Regions from separate parts of the Rattus norvegicus genome. Here region 2 is linked to region 1. Evidence: chromatin contacts called from public Hi-C data. All regions are on one chromosome and are shown on one strand. The core of a region is the stretch at or near the end of the contact, and the rest is flanking DNA. Distances in the headings are between cores, read along the strand shown.

Region 1 (5,885 bases), core at 2,460-4,959:
TGCTGATGGCACTGGTGGGGGACAAAGACGTCGTCCTCCTCTCTGTGGCCCTGGTCGACTACCACTCCACAAAGAAGCTCAAGAAGCAGGTAGGATTGAATGGGTCCAGCTTTGACTAGGACGCACTGGCCGCAGAGCACCTCCCCCTCATCCCCTTTGACCTCAGTCAAAGCCTGAGAGACACCCATTCATCCCCTGGCACCAGGCAGCAAGGAAAGGTCCTGAGGATATTGACTGCCCTGGAGACTCCTTCCCAGACCCAGGTCTAAGTGCACACAGCTGGGTGGTCCCCTCTGGCTTTGGGGACAAGGTTGCCATGCGGTCACACAGCCACAACTGCACAGTACGGGCCAAGGTGGCTAGTGGGCAGTGAGCTGGACCCTAGGTGTGGGGTGTCTCACAGGGAGCAGTGAGCCGTACATAGTAATGTCACTAGCACGGTGAGATTGCCACTTTCTCTCTGAGGCACCCACGAACCTAGCCATAAGCTCCGAGAGCGTTTCAGGTGATGAGGCTGGGTAAGGCCCTGGATTCGGCCACCCCCTCAGGGAGAGCCCCACTTCATCGCAGACTCTCTGTGCAGTGGCTCCCGAAGCCAGGCAACCGTATCAAGCCACTGACTCTGACTCTTTGCTTATAGGAGTTAAGGCTTTTGAGAAAGAAAGGAAAACATTCTTCCTCTCTCCCATGTTCCTAAGAGGGGTGGGCATCAGACAAGAGGGTTTCTTTCTCTGCCTGCCTGGGCCATACAGCCCTGTGTGCTACTTACACTAATCAGCAACAGGGTTGATTTCCAAGACACATACCACCAAAGACCCAGGCTTCATGCTGCCCAGCATCTCGACCCACCCCAGTATGTGAGATCAACAGCCCAAGGCTCTTGCCAGCAAAGACTGTTCACCCCAGAGAGGGCAGGCAGGGTGTATGACCTTCCCCAGTACTGGGCTACAGCTGACAGATGTACCCTGTTACATTCTTTTGAGAAGTCAGCTCGGACTGGGTAGAGTGACCCAAGCCCTCAGTTTTCCAAGGACTTTAAAAGGTTTTGTGTGCCCATGGAGACAAGGAAAGGGCACGGGGGTCAGAGATGGTTGTGAACACTCAAGTCCTCTAACCACTGAGCCATCTCCTCCTATCACCTGCTAGCTGCTCCCGGCTTTGCATGCAAAGAAACAGAGCCCGGCGGGGGAGGAAAAGGCACAAGAGTCCCTAGGCATCCTCAGAGCCGGGGTTACCATACACCATAAGAAGGGACTACAAAGACCAGAGGCTCATTAAGACACAAAAGCTAGCCTACAGGGCCAGCCTTGACCGGGATAGACTGACCCCTACCTATATCACTCCTTCGCTTCTGTATCCCCGGCAGCTGGTGGTCCTGGCAGTTGAGAATGTTGCCCTGGCCCTGATGGAAATCAAGGTGTGCGACAGCCAGGAACACACTGTCACTGTCTCCCTGCGGGATGGCGAGGCCACCCTGGAAGTGGATGGTACCAAGGGCCAGAGCGAAGTGAGCACCGCACAGCTGCAGGAGCGACTGGACCTGCTTAAGACACGTCTGCAAGGCTCCGTGCTCACCTTTGTGGGGGGCCTGCCAGGTAGGCGCTTCACACGGAGGCTGCGACAATGACTGTGAGACAGGCTTCTGGTTACAGGCACTATAACCGCAGGTCGCCCTGTGTACTGGCTTCTGTACTAGGGTTGGAATGAGGGGGTCTTAATCAGTTCTGCCAGACATGCTCTGAGTCGTCCATTGAAGAGTCTTATCCGGGAGCCCAGGAGCCCAAACACAGTGGTGAGGGTTACCAGGTGATACAGGAAGTGGGTATCTGGGGTACCTAAATACTGACAGGCATCTGTAGCTGACAGTGACTGCCCACCCACCCGCCCATCTCTCACTTTTACTACCAGAAGCTAGCAAAAGCAGCCAATAGCATCCCACTTGCTTACACAGGCCTGGAGGTGGGATTGGATGGAGCAGGGGTGGCAGGTAGGCACAGGGCTTGACTTTCAGCAAAGAGCAGACTCTGCCTGACCAGTAGGTATTTAGTTTTAACCAGTAAGAATCAGGAGCATTGGAACTCACAAGACACAAAGATACTCAGTAGACCATCTGCATGTGTGGTTGAGGGGAGATGATGCCTTGTGCTATATCCCCGTGGGACGGTAATAGAAGCGGGGGGGGGGGGGGGGCAAACGCCCTGCAGAGAGTGTAGGTGGGGCTGACCCCTATGCGGCCTGAACTCCCTTGGCTCAGTGTTTGCTCTCTTGCTGCTCAGATGTACAAGTGACTTCCACACCCGTCACGGCGTTCTACCGTGGATGCATGACTCTGGAGGTAAACGGGAAGACCCTGGACCTGGATACGGCCTCCTACAAGCACAGTGACATCACCTCCCACTCCTGCCCGCCTGTGGAGCACGTCACAGCCTAGACCGAGCTGCAAGAGTTCTCTACACCTAAAAGACACGGTGAAGCAGGGTCAGGGACACACAGCACCATCTCCTCTCGCATGGGCCCTGCAACACTGGAGCAGGTGGGCTACTGCCTTTGTGGCTTTTTTTTTTTCCTTGAGATCTTTCTTTTTGCCTTGTAATATATCTGTACATAGTGGGACTGATACCGGGTCAGCGGCTGCTCATGAGAGAGCCGCGAGGCCTGGTGAGAGCTGGCTGGAAGGGGCTGGACTGGAGGGGCTGGCGGTTCGCAGCAGAGCGGGACTATCTGAAGAAAATAATTCTCTATTATTTTTATTACCACATGCTTCTTTCTGATTCTAAAATATGGAAAATAAAATATTTACAGAAACCTTTTTAACCCTGTGTTGGTCACTGTCTATCCTAGAAGTTCTGCTTTGGGGGGTGAATGAACTTTGAGAGCATCCTACCATAGGCCCGCAGTTCGGGGGTCCCAGGAAGTCCCAGACAAGGCAGCTCTGAACTAGCTAGGAGCCTCTCCTCACATGAATGATGGCAAGAGCTAAAAGCCAGGGTTCACCAGCAAACTGCAGGCCCTCGATTTACTCTGCAAATGGAGACCAAGTTCTGTCTGGCTGTGCTGTCAGTCCCACCCCTAGAACCCTTCTTTTTTTTTTTTTTTTTTTTGGTTCTTTTTTTTTTTTCGGAGCTGGGGACCGAACCCAGGGCCTTGTGCTTCCTAGGTAAGCGCTCTACCACTGAGCTAAATCCCCAGCCCCCCCCTAGAACCCTTCTTAAAACTGCCCCTGACAACTAGAATGTGGGGGTGGCACCTGCATAGAGTCTACCCATCTTTCCCTAGACCAGACATTTGCCTCCATTTACTCTGTTTCAAGGCTACGAGCAGAGCCGAGAGAGCTAAACCCTCCCCGGGCTACAGGACACAAGAACACAGCAGCTTGCTCCTGTTTCCGAGCTTTTTTCCGAAGAAAAGTTGGGGAGACTGATTTTCTTTAACCCTAAGCACCCTCTAAGCTTTTGTGAAGCTTGAACCATTGTTGAACACAGTCCTGCCCAGAATCCTGAGCCTGCCCGTTCGTCCTCAGGCAGCCTCAGAAGCCTGCAACCCTCTAGAGGTCAGCTCTGTCTTCAACTGGTGAGGCCGCATCCCCCTAGACCTTCAATGGTTTTTCCTTGCGTCGGAGGCAACTCTGGAATGTTCTAATGGAATGTTCTCACGAACGTCCTCCAACCACCCCCAATTCTCTCCAGGTCATTGGGGCAAGAACAGAGCAGGGCAAATGCTGGTTTGGAACTAGACCACACAGACATGCAGGGAGCGGGCACATATTTGGCATTCCTCATCTGTCTTGGGGAGGCACCAATTCGGGAAGAGCACAGACACCTCTCTTCTCTGATTGCTGTATCCTCAGACTAGGCTGGCACCAAGCCTTATACCAAACAAAGCCATAACACCTCTGCCTACCATGGGCACCTCTCTTCCCTAAGTCCAGATGGGCAACCTGGGGATCATCCGGAACCTCTGAGGAGATATGATGCAGACTCTGAAGGAGAGTAGACTGGATTGTGTGGTCTTTGAGGTCTGAATTGGTTACAAAGTGGCCTCTTTTTCTAGGCAAGGGCTTTTATCATCTGCTTTGAGTTGTAGTCATTGTATCCTTGAGGCTGCTTTCTTGGGCCTGGGGCTCTCCCATGCTCACAGGACCCTTGTCAGCACCCCATCCTCCTCCCCAGGCTCTACTGCACCCCTCTCCCAGAAACTGATAAATATGCCTCCAGGTTTTACCAAATGTACCCAGGGTCAATCACCTTTTAGGAAGCACTTCGGTGGGGCAGACCATTTTACTGTATTTTCTAAACCTCCCAAAGCCTGCAAATCATACATTGAAACGGAAGGCTAAGTGATCTCATGGAAAGATACTGGGGATACCCAGGATCACAGGGTCCCTGTCCAGAATAGACAATGACTTCTTACAGGTAGAGGGACCAAGAGAGAAGCAAATAGAGGAGCTAAGCCAGCCCGGTATGATGCCACCCATTACCACACTATTGCTACTGGGTCTTAGCAGAGCTATCTGTGACCCACAGGGAAGCGGTACAAGTGGAATCCCAACCCAGGCAGACTGATCCAGTAAGGTGAAGGAGCCCAGCTCAGTCTCTCACCAGTGGAGCAGGGCCCACCCCAAACTTGTCCCCCACATTCTCATGAGAGCAACCATCGCACAGACCCAGAAACAACCCCATCTCCCATCAACCGGAAAGCAGCTGCAACTGATAGGTTCTGTGACAAAATGAATGGCCATGAGCAAATCTCACTGCCCAGAGCAGAAGCCAAGCACAGGGCAGACCCCCAGACAGCATATGAAGAGGCAAAGCCATTGAGGGCTGAGACACTGAAACGCAGGCTCCAGCTGGCTTCCCAGCCTCATCCGCACAAAGGCAAGAACACTGTCGGTGTATCTGGCCACACTGCAGATTAGTGTGGGTTGAGGGGGGCTGCTCTGGAGACTGGGGTGCAGGGCCTTACATTCTCTGTGGCTGGAATGAGGAAGACAGACATTTTTGTGGCAAGGAGCAAGACTGTTGACCTTGGGAGTTCAGTGTTTCTTAATAGCTCTTGGCTCCAGTGGGCATGGGCTCTATACCCAGACATGTGGTTCTGCAAAGGCCCTAGGGCTAGCTTTATGAAGTTCAGAGGTAGAGCCCCTTGGGCCCAGAACACAGAACTACTGAATGCAAAACTAGGGTGTCATGAAAATGCTAGGGAGAGGTGTGAGGCCCTGCACCGGGGAGGCTCGGATATCTTACAGACCCTTGCTTCTGGCAGCCTCCAGAACTTGTCTTTTCTCTATACCAGCACTCACAGATGAGGCAACCTTTGTCCCAGTCCTGGGGGGAAAAGCAGCCTACTGTGTGCGTCTTTATCAAGGATAGTTCTTTGTGCCTCTGGCCACCCTCAACTTCCTGAACCTCACCCCCACAAGAAACAGGAACCTTGCCGTCACTCGTAGGATGTGTTCTGCCTCAGCCAGCACTGTAGCATGTCCCTTGTGAGAGTTGTTCAACTGTGCCCTCTGGATAGAGGCAGGGGACAGAGCCAGTTGACCCCTGACCCTGCCGAGGAGCAGTGCCAAAGGCGCCCTCCGAAGTCCAGAGAGGGTTTTGGCCTGTTGCCCCAAGTGCAACTCCAAGGAGACTTTCACAACTGCCTCTGAAACTAGGTCCTAGGAGGTATTAAATATCCTAGTGCATACAGTGGTGTAAATACAAGATGGCAGAATATTATTGTATTGACCCAGAGTCCTAGGGAGGCTAGGGTCAGCCTCCTGGAGGGCATAGGGAAGCAAGACTGGGCTGGATCCAAAGTCAGTCAGCATCAAATAGAAACCAAGACCCTCTCACGCTCAGGCTGCAAGGCCAAACGCAATAATAGGGACAGTGCATAGTTAG
Region 2 (5,885 bases), core at 2,410-4,909, 59 kb after region 1:
AGGGGAGGGGGTGGACAGAGGGTGTAATGCTAAAAAGAATCCCCCAGCATTCCTTACAGCCCTCTTCTCCTTCTCGAAGATGGATTGTCTAGACCTCGTGTTACTTGTCTGAAGAAAAGGCAATTGGCTTTGCTGGGGTGGCGGTATAAATAAAAGCAGATGAGCCAAGAGACACAGGGGGTTTGCACAGGGGGTACAGCTCCCTTTGGTGGCACCCTGCATTCCCAAGGCACCCCAGGGGCTCACTGTGTTAGCCTCATGTACTAGGTACCCAGGGACCTCACTGCGCTAACCCTGTGTGCCCGCTACCCCAGGGTCTCACCACCTCATCCTTCTAACACTGATGTGGTCACTGTTGTCTCTGTTTGACAGAACAGGAAACTAAAGAGTGGTAAGTCCCCCAGCCAAAGAACGAAGTTAGCTTGAGAACCCCAAGAATGCAGGAACAACCCCAGAGCACCCCGAGGTTTGGCTAGCCCAGGCACCATCAGAGTGGGCACCCTCCTACCATAGACAAGCTGGTCTCTAGCCAGACGTCCAGCTCTTGAGCCATACAGGATTGGGCATGGATGGAATCGTTCATTTTAATGTCTTGGCCCTCTCAACCCACAGGCCCCACCACAGCTATCTGCAACACCACATGCCCTCTGTCGCTGTCCCCGACAATCATGGAGACGCATGAGCGTGAAGAATGACAGGCCCCACCAGTCATGAACCCTAGTTGAAAGTAGTCCCAGGTCTGGACACCTTTACCTTACGTCACCTCCATTCATGATGGTCATCACCAGACAGAGGTCGGTCTTGGTCTCGAATGCATAGGCCAGAGACACGATGAACCTGCTGTGTACTTTAGCTAGAATCCTCTTCTCAACGATGGCGCCCTGGAAGCAGAATGATCTTTAGTCCTCAGCAATGCACTGTGGAGCGCAGCCTGCACGCTGGGCACAGCGCAGGACGGGCTTGCGATCAGTCTGAAAATGTGGCAAACAGTCACTCAGGGATGTAGCCTTGGCGTTGACTGGGACATCTCTGTCACTGCCCTGTCCTCTCCCCTCCCCTGCACCACCAGAGCCCCTCCGTCCAGTCCTCGCTTACGTCCAGCCAGCTCCCAACGCGGCCCGATCTTCCAGGAGAACCCGCTCTATTATCTTTATTCTAAACATCAGAAAGTGTGGAAGAGGCAAGAGCCGCAGGTCATACACCACCCCCACCCCACCCCCGATCCCGGGCAATGAAGTCTGGAAGTGTCGTACTGGGTTGCATGTTCCAGGAGGGTGGCCCAGAACTTGAATTGCAGTTCCAGAAAGCTGCAGTTATGTGTGTGTTTGTCGTTTTGAGACATGGCCTCACTATGTAGCCCTGGCTGTCCTGGAACTCTCTGTGTGGGCTACTGAACTCACACAAGCCCAGCCACTGCCTCTGCCTCATGAGTGGTGGGACTAAAGGTGTGTGCTGTCCTACACAAGCATAAGGTTGTGTCTCTTTCCATTGAGATACTTTATTTTTATTTATTTATTTTATGTATATGAGTACACTGTAGCTGTCTTCAGACACCAGAAGAGGGCATCGGATCCCATTACAGATGGTTGTGAGCCACCATGTGGTTGCTGGGAATTGAACTCAGGACCTCTGGAAGAGCAGTCAGTGCTCTTAACCGCTGAGCCCTCTCTCCAGCCCCTAACTGAGATACTTTAAATAAAAGTGGAACAGTTAAAGCGTTTTCCAATTTATGAATAGTTTCAAACTCGAGACAGAAATCAATCGCCGAGGCCCTTCAGAAGTCACACCTTCAGCTGTGCAGTGGTGGTGCACGGCCATTAATCCTAGCCCTCGGGAGGCAGAGCCCGGTGGAGCTCTATGAGTTTGAGGCCAGTCTGGTCTATAGACTGACTTAGAGGAAAGCCAGGGCCACACAGAGAGATCCTGTCTCTAAAAATGGGGCAAAAAAAGAAGGAAGGAAGGAAGGAAGGAAGGAAGGAAGGAAGGAAGGAAGGAAGGAAGGAAGGAAGGAAGGGAGACAGAGAGACAGAGACAGAGACAGAGAAACAGAGACAGACAGAGACAGAGAGACAAAGAGACAGAGAGAGAGAGAGAGAGAGAGAGAGGAACTACATCTTCCACATACCATGACCTTTTTTCACCTTGCATTCTATGTATATCCTAAACATAGTTTTTCCTCCCTCTACTCTTCCCAGTCTCTCCCCGCTTCCCTCTCTCCCGTACAGCTATGTCCATGTGTCCATTCCTAGGAGTTCCACAGCATTATCCGTACTGTACAGCAGGGCTGCAGAGGGCTGTGCTCCCTGGACAATAAGCTGCTTTTGCTGATCCTGCCTTAACTAGACACTGACGCCAACCAAGGAGGAAATGGCTGCCTGCCCATGTCCTCCACTCATTCTTGTCCCCTGGAAACCTGTGTTCGGGGAAAAGTGGTCCCACACCACAGCATCCCAGATGGGTTCTGCCTATCTGTGAGCAGTACCTGCCGAGAGAGGGCTGCCTCACTCCCTCCTGCATATGGTCACAACAGCAGCTACACAGAAAGGTTTCTAGGTAGTCGGATACACGCTCTGTTGCAGCTCCCCCTCTGAACTGCTCCTGAGCGCGGTACAGAGGGACTACCATCCTGCCGTTGGCTGGCTGAGCCAGGGGAGTCCAAAAGGCAGCGTGCACAGTAGCTAGGGCCCGAGTAGAGCTCCACAGGAGTCTTGGCGGGTGGTCTACATTCTACCGGCCCTCTAGCCTAAGCGCATCCTACTGCTCGCTGGGATCCCTACCTGGTACCCCTTCCTCTTCTTCAGCCGCTTCTTGTTCAGCTTCTTGCAAGCGTACATCTTGCCGGTCGCCTTCATTTGGCAGGCGGACACTTCCCCAAAGCCCCCCTTCCCCAGGACCCTGAAGTCCAAGAACCAGTCTTCACCTATGGGCTGGGCTTCCAACCACTTCCACTGAAGAAACCGCAGGAAATATAGGCTTCCCAGGTACTCCTGGAAGGGGCCCTGACTCAAGTGCTCCAGTGTGGCCTGCAGCAGAGGCTGGAAGAGCCCATCCTGGCTCCCAGTTGGCCCTTCCTTCACTCTTGCCACCATGCCCTGGTCCAGGAAGTTGCAGAAGAGTGTGCCCTGTGGGTCCAGGTACTCAGCCAGGATGGCCTGAGCCTTCTGTGGCCGTAGGTCGTCATCGGCAGTGTCATAGTCCTCGATGTCCTTCCAGAGCTCCAGAGCCGGCACATGCCTCTCGTCTGTCTTCAGGAACTGCTGGAAGAGCCTCTTGCCAATGGGCTGCTCCGAGCACAGGTTGTCAAACTCTAGGCTGATGCTGTCACGGAGACCCTCACACTTGGACAGTGGGGGCAACCGGAGCTTGGCCAGATACTTCTTGTCTCGGGAAGAGGGGGTGCTGCTTCCGTCAAAGCTGCCTCGGGCCGCAATGAAGGCAGAGTTGGCCACCACGGTCTCCAAGGACCCGAAATCCATCCTGCTGATGCCCTGTGTCCACTTCAAGTGTTAAGACCCATAAGCTGAAGTCAAGCTCAAGGCACCAGCAGCCAAAGCAGGCTTGACCTGGTGCCCTTGGCCTATGGCCTGTTCCTGCCCTTGTGGGACAAAGGGAGGCACACGGCCGTGGCCAGGGTGCTTGGGATCCCACCGAATGGCCAGGGAGACCAGAGCTGACAAGTATCTAGCTAAATCCCAATGCTGGGGTCACTGAGGACACCTTAGGGGTGACCAGCAGGTGCCAGAAAAAGACAATCCCCTAAGCCGCTCCAAATCGGATTAGAGTTCAGCTCAATTGACTCCCCCTGGGTGCTGCCTCCGTGTTCCCAAGGGAAGGGCATGCCGAAGGCTCCTGGAAGCCAGTGGGGAACAGTTCTATCCTTCTCTGGCCTTGGCAGGTGGACAGGACTTGTCTGTGTCTTTCTGGGACGTGAGTCTGAGGCAGAGGGTAGTCAGTCAGTCCCAGGAGAAACCTCCATTTGTATGTGGCTCCGGGTTGTTTTCTACACTATTATTTTAAGATTTATTTTGTCTAGGAGTACACGGTCACTGTCCTCAGACACATCAGAAGGGGGCATCGGATCCCATTACAGATGGTTGTGAGCCACCATGTGGTTGCTGGGATTTGAACTCAGGACCTCTGGAAGAGCAGTCAGTGCTCTTAACCGCTGAGCCGAACTCTCCAGCCTCCACCCCCACCCCGTTTAAGTTTTATCCTTAAGAAAGTAGCATGCAAGAAACCTCCAGATAACAGGAATCCAGAGGGAAGCCTGCAGTGCCCAGTTTCCCTGCCTGTAGGTGAGACCACAGGCACTTGTTGGGGAAAACAAGTGTCCTTCTTGCAGAACCGCCAAAGGCAGTTAGAAAGCATGGATGATCCAACAGGAGACCCGCATGCCGTCACGTCCAGCCCCCTGTCAGGCCAGAAGACACGTGAGACATGAGCCCAGAATGCATCTAGGATTCAGGGATTGGGGGCATAATACTGGAGACAAACTTGGAACAGCAGGGGCTCACTGGGGCATACTCGGAACCCAGCATAGACACTGGTCACATCCAGGACACACCTGGGAATGTCAGAATCTACAGGCATGTCACCACCTCCTGGGGACCATGTCTGTCACATCTATAGGTACTCCTGACAGTCTGGGGAGCTGCCACAGGAGCGAGTGCTTACAGGGAGGAGAAAGGGACAGCTGAGAATAAAAGGAAACCTGGAAAACCTGAGTCAGGAGGTTAAAGGAGTGTTCAGCCCAACCTCCTTCCCTGAAGGGCTGGGGGTGCTTCAGGTGGGGACAGGGTCTCCTGTTGTGACTGAGGAATTAAAAAGAGAACCTGCTGGTGAATGACAACCTCCACTCCTGCCACACGCCCACCTCCTAGCAAGGGCTTGTGACAGGAAGATTGATGAGTAAATATTTGAGGTAAACACTACCTCGTTCTCCTCAGGTGACCTGTGCTAGTCCCAACCCTGCCACTTAAGTAGCTGGTGACCTTGAACAGACTGGAGCCGACTCTCACACCAATCAGGACCAAAGGAGACATGGTTCTTTGCCATTGGGTACCTTGCCAGGAGAGCCACCAGAGCACTGAAATCCATATTCCACCTGCCTCTGAGGGCCTGGTGGAGCTCGGGCCTCCATCTCTGACAGGTTCCCAGGTGACTTACATGGAAACTGTGAGTCAGGACCATGAGAGGGTTAGGGCTGAAGAATTCCAGGCTGCCTTCATACAAGGAAGTCCCTTGTGCAAGGGGCTAAGGAAAATTTGCCACCAAAGTAGGATGAGTTTGGTTCCCGGGCCAGACTATTCAGATGGGGGAGGGTGTACTCTCTGAGTGTGCTCAAGTTAATCTCTTGAGTGCATACAGTTGTAGGGGTGGCAGAGGAGGAGAAAGGAAGGGGGGAAAGTAGGGAGAAGGATCCCTCAACTGTAATAGCTCCCCAAATTTCAGCACTGCCTCTCAGCAGTGGACTCATGGCACAGAACCCTTAAGCTGCCCTCTGTAGGCAAAGACTTTCCCACGCCCTCAGTGGCCAGGGACCCTTGGGCCTGCTCTCTGTGGTTGAACTGTACCACTGAAAGGGTACTACTCTATGAGCATGGGTTCTTTCGGGGACTACTTTTGGGAGAGTTTTTGCCTCTCGGAGAATTCTCGGAGAAGGCAGGTGCCCACAGTTCTTTCCTTCTTGAGGCTGATGACCAGTCACCCAGGTTTAAATTGTGTGTGTGTGTGTGTGTGTAAATTTCTACTTCTCCAGGATAAATGTCCAAGAATGTGATTCCGGGCAGCTCTGTGTTTGCTCTAAGAAACTGACACACTGATTTCTAGTTTGTCCTCCATTCTCAGCAGCCCTTGGAACCAGACACCCACATCCTCGCGAGCGC

The links. A called contact is a pair of places that touch in the nucleus more often than the background predicts.
Region 2: a Hi-C map of the A7r5 cell line shows a contact between it and region 1, with 2.9 times the contacts expected there. The contact joins the promoter of Grk1 here to the enhancer-like site in region 1. A contact is called at or near these places in 10 of 12 Hi-C or Micro-C datasets (the A7r5 cell line, the Rat2 cell line, frontal cortex and 6 more).

Annotation. Positions count from the first base shown.
Region 1 is chr16:82,775,277-82,781,161 of GRCr8, forward strand. It overlaps Gas6 (growth arrest specific 6), which reads left to right. Exons shown (of 15, transcript NM_057100.2): 13 at 1-89; 14 at 1,367-1,595; 15 at 2,277-2,814. The coding sequence ends at 2,431. It also overlaps a transcript of Tmem255b not described here. Among named protein-coding and RNA genes, the nearest start is that of Gas6, 31 kb to the left of the region's middle. Within about 2 kb of position 3,710, at least 5 of the 93 cell types and tissues checked have an H3K27ac peak or open chromatin away from gene starts, as enhancers often do. A contact at or near this core is called in the A7r5 cell line, where this site is marked.
Region 2 is chr16:82,834,312-82,840,196 of GRCr8, forward strand. It overlaps Grk1 (G protein-coupled receptor kinase 1), which reads right to left and starts at 3,660. Exons shown (of 7, transcript NM_031096.1): 1 at 2,778-3,660; 2 at 754-881. The coding sequence starts at 3,476.